Regions from separate parts of the Mus musculus genome. Here region 2 is linked to region 1. The links are chromatin contacts, called in public HiChIP or PLAC-seq maps. All regions are on one chromosome and are shown on one strand. The core of a region is the stretch at or near the end of the contact, and the rest is flanking DNA. Distances in the headings are between cores, read along the strand shown.

Region 1 (5,523 bases), core at 806-3,305:
TTCTCACGTCTCTGGGGTCATGGCCATTGTCTGGGCACCAGTGGGATTCGTGGACTCTTCCCTCATAGACAGTGGGCTAGAAGAACTGGCCGTGGAATGTAAACTCCTAACCACAGTCTAAGTGATGTAACAGGCTCAAGCATCTAGCGGTAGGTCGTGGGAAACTGCACAGAGGCTGGACAATACTTTTTCTCCTGGCGATGCTTGTACAGTATCTGCTCCTGGTTCCATGTGGTCACCCTCTGTCCCCACAGTAGAAAAGGCAGCCTCTAGAAGTTTCTGGTCAGCCTAAAAGCATAAAACCAAGACACAAGTTGATCCCAGGAGAGAGATGGCGTGTGGAAAGCTCACTGGCCAGGGCCTTACCATAGCCACAGAGTCCCCCCCTCATTTGACTGCTGGTCCCAGGATACAAATGGTGTGTCTACCACATTGCCTCTGGTTTCAAATTGCTGGAATTCCCCACTGCTAAGCAACATTTTTCACATCAGACCAGCACATTGCCCCTTTTGAGTCTGGCAGTCTCTTAGAAGACAAAATCCAACAGCCCTGGTACAACCAGGAGGAGGTTGCCGTGAGTCAGGCCAGGCCTTTTCCATCAAGCCACCAGCTGGGAGGACCTGGAAATTCATCTTAATTTAAACAGCCTGGGCAGGAAGGAGGCTGAAGCATTGAGGCCTTTGTTGTAAATGGTTCTGTGGGTGACCATCCTGGCGAGCACCTCTAGAGGCACATTGCAACCGGCAGGCTAATTCCTCTCCCTGGAGTGATTATCTGGTTCAGGTTAGCAGGACAGAAGCCACCCAGAAAGAGGCTTGAACTCACAGAAATCGGATATTTTTTCCCTTTTCACCACCTCTGAAGTAGATGTTTGTTAAATACTTGTCATTTCTGCGAGGCAGTGATGTTTAGACAGTCAGGAACCCCCTCAGGGTCTCATTCATTGTGTGAGGCCCAGAAATGCTATGGGCAGTGTGCTCTGGACATAGGGTTTGGGGCATGTTAAACCAGAACAGTATTTTGAGTTGCTTTGTTGAGTCTTTACAAAGCCAGAAACATAGATTGTCTTTCCAGAATAGGCGAAAAACTGGCATTCATCACCTGTGTTTGCATGTCACCACATGTCACCACATGTCACCACAGAGCATTCACCGTGCACACTGCTTTTGCCTTTGTCATAGTATCTTATCAAAGCAATAGAAAAGTAACCATGGCAGACCCTGGGGCTGGCTAGGCCCAGTAATCTGTTTAAACAGGTATAGAAGGATTCACACAGGTATCTGACAGCCTTGTATGAAGATGCCTGCCCAAGCCGCTGGAGCTAAGGACCTTGAGACTCTGCCACAGGTAAGTCTTCTGCAGCTTCCTTTTTCTTTTCTTTTCTTTTCTCTTCTTTTCTTTTCTTTTCTTTTCTTTTCTTTTCTTTTCTTTTTTTTTGACTGCTATTTTGAAAGACCACGGGGGTCATCACAAACATTCTCAGTCTCCCATCCTTGGTTGGATGCATGGCCTCCTGCTGTCCCAGCTGGCTGCAGCCTCAGCCAAAGAGACAGGAGTCAGGATTAGATCCTTTCCCAGGTACATATGCTCAGCCAAACCAGCAAGCATCCAGGGCTTGGGGGTCTGACTCCAGAAAGGAAACACACTGACTGCTTGCTCTCCTCCAGACCCATGGCTTCTGAGATGTCCTGTTTGAGATCGCACCCTCTGCTGATGAAGCAGGAAGTCTCCTGGGCTGGTGATCAGCCCTTCCTAAGACACAGGCTGGGAGAGGTCGGGTGTACCTGGAAGGGATCCTGGACCCTCCTCTCTTGTCTTCACAGTTCCCCCACTGGAGTATATCCAGTGGGTTGCAGGCTCTCACTCCCTTCAGCACAACCCTCTTTATACTGGTGGCTCCCAATCTCTGAGATCTATTGGAATCATTGGGAGTGTTTAAAACTGACTGCAGGCTGGTTCCCACCCCCAGACATTCTGACTTAATTGCCATAGGGTGTGATCTAAACATAGGAATGTTACATTTCCTGAGATGATTCTACTGTGTAGACAAGTTCGGAGCCAACGAGTCAGGTCCCTTGAGACCTACATCGGATGGTTATGAAGCAACACAATTCAAGACACTCAGGGTAGAACAGGGTTCCAGCGACACACAGAGAAAGTTGCATTTAAATAGAGTCAAGACCGAGCAAAGATCTAGCAAAGAAAGGAAAGGAGAGAGTAACTGGGGTGGGTGGCTATTGGATTCTCTTGTGGAGATGACGTCAGACATTCCTCTGCGATGTTAGAACGGGAAACACATGAAAATAGCCATGACTGCAAATGGAACGTTCTGGGAAGCAATGGCATGTTCTTGGAAGGAGAGAGAATAGGACTGAGGGAAGAAGAGGGGAGAACAGGGAGGCCTGGGGGAGGGGAGGGGAGAGAGAGAGAGAGAGAGAGAGAGAGAGAGAGAGAGAGAGAGAGAGAGAGAGAGAGAGAGGTGAGAAGATTTGGCTCCCAAGCCTCTGTCCTCAGAGAAACTGCTAGAAATGGTATAAACAGAGGGGGAGAGAGAAGGCTTGGGTTGGTGTGAGGAGTTGGTGAGAAAGGATAGCGGCTGACCCAAGAAGAAGCCTGAAGCAACACAAAGACCAAAAAAGAAGAAGGAGCCACTCCTGAGAAGATGGAAGAATTCAAACGTGGTCGGTGACCAAACACTCCCAGCCTAAGGCGCCTGGAGTTGGAGGGTTTCCAGGGAAGAAGCTTAGCACACAGCTTCTGGTCACATAGGTACTCAAGGGAAAGAATAAGACCCTGCAGTGCCCTCAGTCCCTTTCCTCCTCCTCATGCCCCCAAGAGAGGACCCCATACCCGTAGGTGGGAAGGCCAAATCCCCCCTCTTGGAAGTCTCCTAGGGAGAGAGGGCCTGTGCTTCAGGAGTAGCCTAGGAACGGTGCCAAGGGGCAGACAGGCCAGCTTCAGTCTCAGCTCCCATGTTTGTTTATCGGGGTGCAGAAAAGCAGCTCAACCCTTGAGCCTGGCACCACTCTCATTCTTAGATCACACTCTAGTGACTTTGGGAGAGCCATCCAAATTCTGAGTCAGAGAAAAAAAGAAAAAGAAAAAGAGAGAGAAAGAGAGAGAGAGAGAGAGAGAGAGAGAGAGGGAGAGAGAGAGAGAGAGGAAGGAAGGAAGGAAGGAAGGAAGGAAGGAAGGAAGGAAGGAAGGAAGGAAGGAAGGAAGGAAGGAAGGAAGGAAGGAACCATAAAGATAAAAACCAAGGGAAAGCACACAAGCTCTTAAATTCTTGGAGGAAAGATTTTATAGTGACTATGTATAACATCAAGAGACTCCTCATAATGGGATGGTGACCTTGTAGCCCACCTGCTGTGACAAGCCCCTACAGAATGGAAATGTCAACCATGTCACATGGAAAAAGGCTCTAACTTCCAGCACACCTCAGCACAGACTGGGAAGTCCCAGCTTCACTGGGGAGACTATCCGGGAAGATGCTGGCATATGACACGCATGCACCCCATTCCATTCTGCTCCCTACCATTTGACATTGTTCTCAGGAGGTTCCGAAGAGATGCTCAGGGAAGCACATTGTCTTGTGAGGGGCCCATCATCAAATGTGTCAGGATACTGAAGGATCTACTCGCCAGTGCCACTCCCTTTGGACATGGTAGACCTTTAATGCTATTACTCTGGCCGCATCCTCCCTCTGGCCTGGCCTGGCCTGCCAGCTATGCTTGAATGCTCTGAGGATTCATACTATAACTCTTCGAGCCCAGTAGCCAGGAGCTGCCTTGGTGGCTCCAGTATTTCTAGTCAGCAGTTTCCTGCGGGAGAGAGGTCCAGTTGCTGGCAGCCCTCCCAGCTTTCTGTGCAGCCTCCAATTTATCATGACCACTGGCCTGGGTGTCACAGAGAAACAAAAGGTAGACTGGCTTCCTCAGAGTTCAAAAGGCAGCAAGGCCTGGGGGCCATATGCAGTCACTTGCTCTTTAAGAGACAGGAGAGAAATAAAGGCCCTGGCCCCTTGGAGTCACAGAGGGCGGGATGGTTTGTCCTGCAGGAATGCGATGACCAAAAGGGCATCCCTGTGAAGGCCCTTTCTGTTCTGCAAATGCATCATGGGAGAAAGCGGCCCCTCCATAACAGAAGTGACCATTGTGAGGTGAAGGAGTTTGCATGGGTCTATGGAGGCAAACAGGAATTCCTCTGCCAGTGAGAAGATTTAGAAGGGCAGAGTAACCCAGAGGCCATTTGGAGCCTGGGGGTATCAGGGGCTGTTGAGAGTGTGAGGTGGCCTCCAGCCCGAAGATCCGAAATCAGTCCCTGAGATCCTTACGGTGGAAGGAGAGAAACAGCTCTCACAAAGTTGTCCTCTGACCCCCATGTCTACGCATTATAGTGCATGTGCCCACAAATAAATGAATAAGTGTAGTTCTTAAAATGCAAAGGTCCTGTCACGTGAGCAGAACCTGAGCCAGGACATGAGTCCACTGCTGTCCTTGGTGAGTTCTGACAGGAACAAGAAATGTTCTCCAAAGACAGCCAAACCAAGGAGGAGAGCATTGCAGGAATGAGAGACCCTGACGAGGCCCGAGGAGGCATATGCTAAGACACAGGTGAACAGGTTTGGGGGCCACAGGGGAAGATGAGGGTCTTGTGGGAGGGAGGCTTGAATGAGGCCTTGTGGAAAGGGGAGAATTCAGCCCGTGTTGACTGAAAAGGACAGTTGAGCAAACTAGCTCGCACAGGAGCCAGGGCAGATTCGTGGCCAAAGGTCTGTTGTGCTCAGAGAAGAGTCCAACTGGCTAACAGGTAAGGTCTTAAACAGCCGGTGTCACCTCAGTGCTAAAACTGCTCTTGAACAATCATGGAGGGTTTAGGTGGCTCCTTGCACTTAGCTGGGTTTCAAGAATCATGTTCAAATGGTCCAGGACGGAGTGCATAGGAATCAGCTTGCGAAAAAGGAGTTCTTCAAAAGGCTCGGAGCGCTGCCATGATAGCTATTCTTGGTTGTCTACTTGACCACATCTGAAATTAGGAAAACCCAAATGGCTAGGCACACCTGGAAAGGGTTTTTTTAAAAAAAAAAAAACTAATTAAATCATTTGAAGAAGAAAGAGCCACTTTTAAGACACATCTTTAATCCAGGTCTTTCAATGAGGGAAGATGCATCGTTAATCTGGGCCATACCTTCTGCTGGTAGCCTATATAAAGGACGTGGAAGAAGGAAGCTGCCTTTCTTTTGCCAGCTTGTTCTCTGTTGTGGATGTCCCTGGTGCGGTTTGTATTTTGATGTTAATTCTGCTTTCCCAGGAGGGATTGTCTAGAACAAGGAATGAGTCACATACTCAGGTGACTTCTTTTCAACCTTCCCCTAATAAAGGAACCAATCCCTGACGAGTGGGCAGGACTTCTGGGCTAGACAGAAGAGAGGAGGCAGGAGAGAGATTTGGGCTTTTGGATGAGGACAGTGAAAGGACAAGATGTAATTTACTAGTGTCTCCCAGTTTAGATGGCAAATCCACC
Region 2 (5,391 bases), core at 1,882-4,381, 130 kb before region 1:
GCAATATTGGAAAGGCGTAGCTAGCTATAGAAGCTGGCTTTCTCTTCTAGTAGGTAGGAGATTTTCTAGTATGTAGTATGTAGAAAGAGAATGACGATAGCAGAAATTCAAAAATATTCTGTGAGGGTTTCATTTATTTATTTATTTATTTATTTATTTATTTATTTATTTATTTATTTATTTATTTAAAAAGTTTAACCAGTAGCTGGGTGGTGGTGGCACACGCCTTTAATCCCAGCACTTAGGAGGCAGAGGTAGCCAGATCTCTGAGTTTGAAGCCAGCCTGGTCTACAGAGCAAGTTCCAAGACAGTCAGCTGCACAGAGAACCCCTGTCTCAAGGAACTAAAAGAGCATGCTTTTCACAGGACCAGGAAACCAGAACATTTTAAAAAGGTGGAGACTTTTCCTTTTATTTTTTTCCTTAGACATGCATATTTTATTATCATTGTCTTAGTCAGGGTTTCTATTCCTGCCCAAACACCATGACCAAGAAGCAAGTTGGGGAGGAAAGGGTTTATTCAGCTTACACTTCCATACTGCTGTTCATCACCAAAGGAAGTCAGGACTGGAACTCAAGCAGGTCAGGAAGCAGGAGCTGATGCAGAGGCCATGGAGGGATGTTCTTTACTGGCCTGCTTCCCCTGGCTTGCTCAGCCTGCTCTCTTATGGAACCCAAGACTACAAGCCCAGAGATGGTCCCACCTACAAGGGGCCTTTCCCCCTTGATCACTAATTGAGAAAATGCCTTACAGTTGGATCTTATGGAGGCATTTCCTCAACTGAAGCTCCTTTGTCTGTGATAACTCCCACTGTGTCAAGTTGACACAAAACTAGCCAGTACAATCATGGAGATTAACAAGAACAGGGAGATATGACCCACTCCCCCACCCCCACCCCAAGTACATGTCTGTATATCCCCCAAACTATCTAGGACCTCTGACCTTGGTGGATGCGATCAAGTTTATACCAGGGCAGTCGTTCCACATGACAGGGGATAGGCGCTGGTTCTAATACCAGGCTTTCAGTTCCATTCCTTCTGGGGAGACCCCTTAGGAGATTCAGTGCTGAAGGGGAGTGAGACTGTGGGGCTGTCAGGGACAAGGGTTCAGGGATTTGTCCCCTTCCTTGCAGTGTAAAAGTAGCATTTTAACTTCCTGACTGGCTTTCTGGAGTACATGAAGTGGGTAAGGAAGGGCATTGGGTGACTGCTGTGTACACAGGGCTTGGGTTTAAGGTCTAAGAAAGGAAAGGTGTTGAAGAGGAAGAGGTAGGGCACACAGAATTTAACTTAAAACCCGACTCAGGAAACAGAACTTATTCCTCTAGCAGGGATTCCCTGTCCTGGCTTCCAGCTGTGGCCTTTGCTTCTCCAACAATTCAAAGATCCCTTCAAATATCTTCTGAATAATTTTGAAATTAGGAGTTTGGCATTTTTTGTGTGTGTGATATTCCCGAATGAAACTAACAGTAGAAAACATTTGACATTACCTTAGAACTTTAAGTAGAATGATAGTATGGTGTAGTTGTTAAATATTAACATAGTCATATTTTTTTTTAACAATTATAATATCCCAAGTGTTTAGAATTCCAGAGGAACAAAAGATGGGAAAGGTTTCTAAAAACTGAGGGCTGGAAATGTGGTCCGTAGCACAGTGCTTGCTTGGCATGCACAGGCCCTAGGTTCAATCTTTAGTACCCGTCCCATCCCCAAGAGACCATGCCATAGAAGACTGTTTAAGGATTGTAGTGATTCAGTACATTAAAAGAGAAGACTGAAGGTAGACAAAGGAGCTATCTGTTAGGAAAGGTAGGGTGTCATGTGGACAACAGAATTCTTCTGGGTTATTCCAGTGGGTCATCTGGAACAGGTGCAGGTAAGTGATAGAAAGAGCTCTTCAAATCCTAAGCTTGTAGATACAGACATTATGTTTAGATACTGGAGGCCAGTTTTCTTTTTAGACTGTGATTAATAGGCAGCTGAATGCTGACAGTGATGGATTCCCTGAACCATTTGTAATCTCCAAACAAATTCAGTTAATTGCATGTTGGTCTGTTAGCCAGACATCTTTCATTGGTTGTTTGATGTGAAAGAACATATGTTCTGCTTTTGCAGTATTTAGAGGACTCTGGGAAGTTTTGAGTAACTTGCTGACAAAGTCTTAGTAAACACCTTAGTTAGGATGTTTGAGATGAGAGTGTATCTGTATTGATGAGTGTTATCTTTTATTGTTAGTAGTATTGGCTCTGATTCAGAAATTAGAGCTGACAGAATTATAAAAGGGATATTGATGTAGTCTGTGTTTAATATAAGAGACCAAAAGACTATTAGGATGATCTTCCAGTTAAACAGAATCGCAGTTTCTGAGCTGTTTTCATTTATAGCATAGCAGGGTATCTTAGTCACTGTTCTATTGCTGTGAAGAGGCACCATGACCAAAGCAACTCGTATAAGAGAAAACATTTAAGTGGAGTCTTGCTTACAGTTTCAGAGGTTTAGTCCATTATCATCATGGCAGGCAGCATGGTGGCATGCAGGCAGACATGGTGCTGAAGAAGTAGCTGAAAGCTATATCCTGAGAGAGAAGTGGGTCTAGAATGGGCTTCAGTGACACACTTTCTCTAATAAGGTCACACCTCTTAATCTTTCTCAAATAGTGCCACTCCCTGGTGACTAAGCATTCAAATATAGGAGTCTTTGAGAGGGGCATGGTAGAGGTGGGAAGGGGGAGGCCTTGTTATTCAAACCACCACATAGGAAATGAGTCAAGACTTTTCAATGTGAGTTTTTCATATTTCTTTGAGGTAGAAAAGCATTAGTCTGCTAATCTTCCCAAGGCACCCAAAGTAAAGCCTGCTCTAGAAGGAGCTGTAGAGAGGACTGAGCCACCGGAACAGCCTCTATGTTAGTAGCATGCATATGTTTTTTAAGTCTCCTTAAATGTGAGTTAGTGTAGTTAGTCTTGATTCAAAATGTATCCCTCAGTTTTTCATGTCGTGCCATTTTTGTGCTTTTAAACCATATGGTGGAAAAGTTGTAATTCAGAAAACTACTATCAGTCTTTCGTGGCTTTGTAATGTTGACATGGCTACTCATTCCCTACCTGTTTTGAATTCTTTTGTTTGGCAAGCCGCATTCTCTAGGGGCCAGCTACCGCCATACGTAGCGTTGCTAGCATACCATCTTCTGCAGACTACATTAAGTGCCACATTTTCTGTTATGAAACAGTTTGCCTGGCTCAGATTATAATTTCAGTCTTCCTGCCTTTGCTGGTAAATCTGTTATGTTTAACTCTTGGAAACCTTACCTACATTTTCAAGAAGTACAGTTTGGTTTTAGCTCTGATCCTGATGAAAAAAATAGACATTTTATTTTAGTATAGACATTCTCTATGTACTCTGTTAAATGAAATTCTGGAATTATAAAGTTGGCTTGGTAGAGAGCATGGGTATCTTTCTGTTGAAGGGCAGTTGAATGTTGCCAGGTGTGAGGTTAGGCTGGAGCATTCTGTTTAAGTCTGTTACATTGTTTCCATCTCTTCTCCTCTCAACAGTTCATGAGCCCTAATCACCTTAATTTAGGATTTTAAAATTATGAGATTTGAGTTACTGGGATAAAGGACCATGAAAAATGTGGTGAAATTATATTCTATATATTTTATAGTGGACCAACATAGCTGAGAGTTTTACTGAAATTCATTGCCTGGAACAATGGAAAGGAAAAGATCATGAATTAGTACAGAACTAGAAAGAACCTAAGAGGTGAGAGTGATTGACACTGTGTTGCTAGAGGCCCTAGCCGTTTCTCCCTGCCTACCCATTCACTCTATGGGACATCTATTAAACCCTTCTTCACTCTGCACACTTTCCAATCTTTTCTGATTGGAGACCTTGACACACAAACATGAACATTCATGGACACGTGTACACGTGTGTGCATGCACGCACACACACACACACCTTTCCAAGAGGGCTATCTTTTTTTGAACTCCTGTGTCAGGTCCACAGAGCTATCATGGAAAGAAGGTTACTAAGGTAGGGGAGAATTCCTTCCCACATGCCTGCGGGCATTAGGAATACTGAAAAGGGCATTCTCCAGTTCCAAATTGGATTTTGCATTTCTTTTCCTTTTCTCTTTAATTTTTTAAAAGAGCTATTTATTTATCCTATGTATATGAGTACATTGTAACTGTCTGTAGACTCACCTGAAGAGGGCATCAGATCCCATTACAGTTGGTTGCTGAGAATTGAACTCAGGACCTCTGGAAGAGCAGCCACTGCTCTAGCCAAGCTATCTCTCCAGCTTGTATTATGATTCCTTTTTTTCTAGAAATGGTATTAAAAAGTTCGAGATTTCGGGTGTTAGGTTGAAGTGCTGTGGATGTGCTCTTTTCATCCAATGGACAAATATGAACTTGGAAGTCTTCCATTTTTACAGCAAGGTGGAAGCAGCCCTTCTCCTTTACCAGAGGGACTCTGTAGCTCCTCTTTCAAAGTTTCTGTAGGGAGCATGACACCAAGAAATGACTGGTTAACTCCCGTCACAGATGGTTATAACTTTGCATTCTTAGCTTGTCCAGTAAGGAATAAAGCTCACTAGAGACCCCCCTTGAAGGATGTTTCTCAAGAACGATGTAATTCTACAGTCTATTTACAATGTAAAGTAACGGGCACTCTACTTGTGTTCTTTTTCAGAAACCAAATCAAACCTCTAAACACTAAACATCCAAGGTCCTCTTTTAGGGCTAAATGTGAATTGGCTCTCCTTTTATCCTATCTTAAATCAGAGAGAGAATGAGTAGACAACTTTTAGCAACCGAATGCCTTTTAAAAAATCATTTTGTTAAAGCTTTTGTTAAGAGCATCAAGACCATGATATTTCTTTAGGCTGCAGAGTCAAGGAATCTGTCAGAATAATTTCAGTAGGAAAGATTTGGTGCTCTTAGAAGCTGTCCAGATTTCAGAAGGAAAAAGTCACTTTTGTGCTGACTAGCTTTTGGCTTTGCTACTACCAATGACTGCAAATAAAAGAAAACTATGCTTTGTTAAAGTATTTGCAGTTTCTCTTCAATGGAGTTTGGGGTTGTCTAAAAATTTATCTTGAATAAAGCTATTATAAATTAAAATTTGTGATTGCAGTGGCTCTGTGAAGGGACACTGACAGTCCTCCCTCCCCTCTTCATGTGCTGAGCTGTGATGAACTCATGCTGTGTCAACATTAGTGGTTTTTTGAGGCAGGGTCTCACTGTGTGTCTCTTGTGGGCTCAGAACTTCCTATATAGACCAATTTGTCCTTGAACTCACACATCTCCCTGTGTCTGTTTCCCTAGTGCTGGGACTGAAGGTGTGCACCACCATGCCTGGCTAACTTCAAGTGTTCTTTATGTCTTTCA

What was found. HiChIP or PLAC-seq counts read pairs in DNA pulled down with a chosen protein or histone mark.
Region 2: a contact with region 1 is called in a CTCF HiChIP or PLAC-seq map of the NIH/3T3 cell line, with 9 read pairs. The contact joins two enhancer-like sites. A contact is called at or near these places in 7 of 39 promoter capture datasets (the 3T3-L1 cell line, the HPC-7 cell line, HPC-7-derived erythroid cells and 3 more), 1 of 15 datasets of contacts at CTCF or cohesin (the NIH/3T3 cell line), 6 of 484 Hi-C or Micro-C datasets (brown adipocytes, embryonic fibroblasts, liver and 3 more) and 2 of 115 datasets of contacts at active chromatin or transcription factors (embryonic fibroblasts and pancreatic cancer cells).

The regions. Positions count from the first base shown.
Region 1 is chr1:170,696,428-170,701,950 of GRCm38.p6, reverse strand. No RefSeq gene overlaps it. Among named protein-coding and RNA genes, the nearest start is that of Gm23523, 53 kb to the left of the region's middle. Within about 2 kb of position 2,055, at least 36 of the 459 cell types and tissues checked have an H3K27ac peak or open chromatin away from gene starts, as enhancers often do. A contact at or near this core is called in the NIH/3T3 cell line and embryonic fibroblasts, where this site is marked.
Region 2 is chr1:170,827,306-170,832,696 of GRCm38.p6, reverse strand. All of the region lies in intron 7 of Atf6 (activating transcription factor 6), which reads left to right. Among named protein-coding and RNA genes, the nearest start is that of Gm25235, 2.9 kb to the left of the region's middle. Within about 2 kb of position 3,131, at least 18 of the 459 cell types and tissues checked have an H3K27ac peak or open chromatin away from gene starts, as enhancers often do. A contact at or near this core is called in the NIH/3T3 cell line and embryonic fibroblasts, where this site is marked.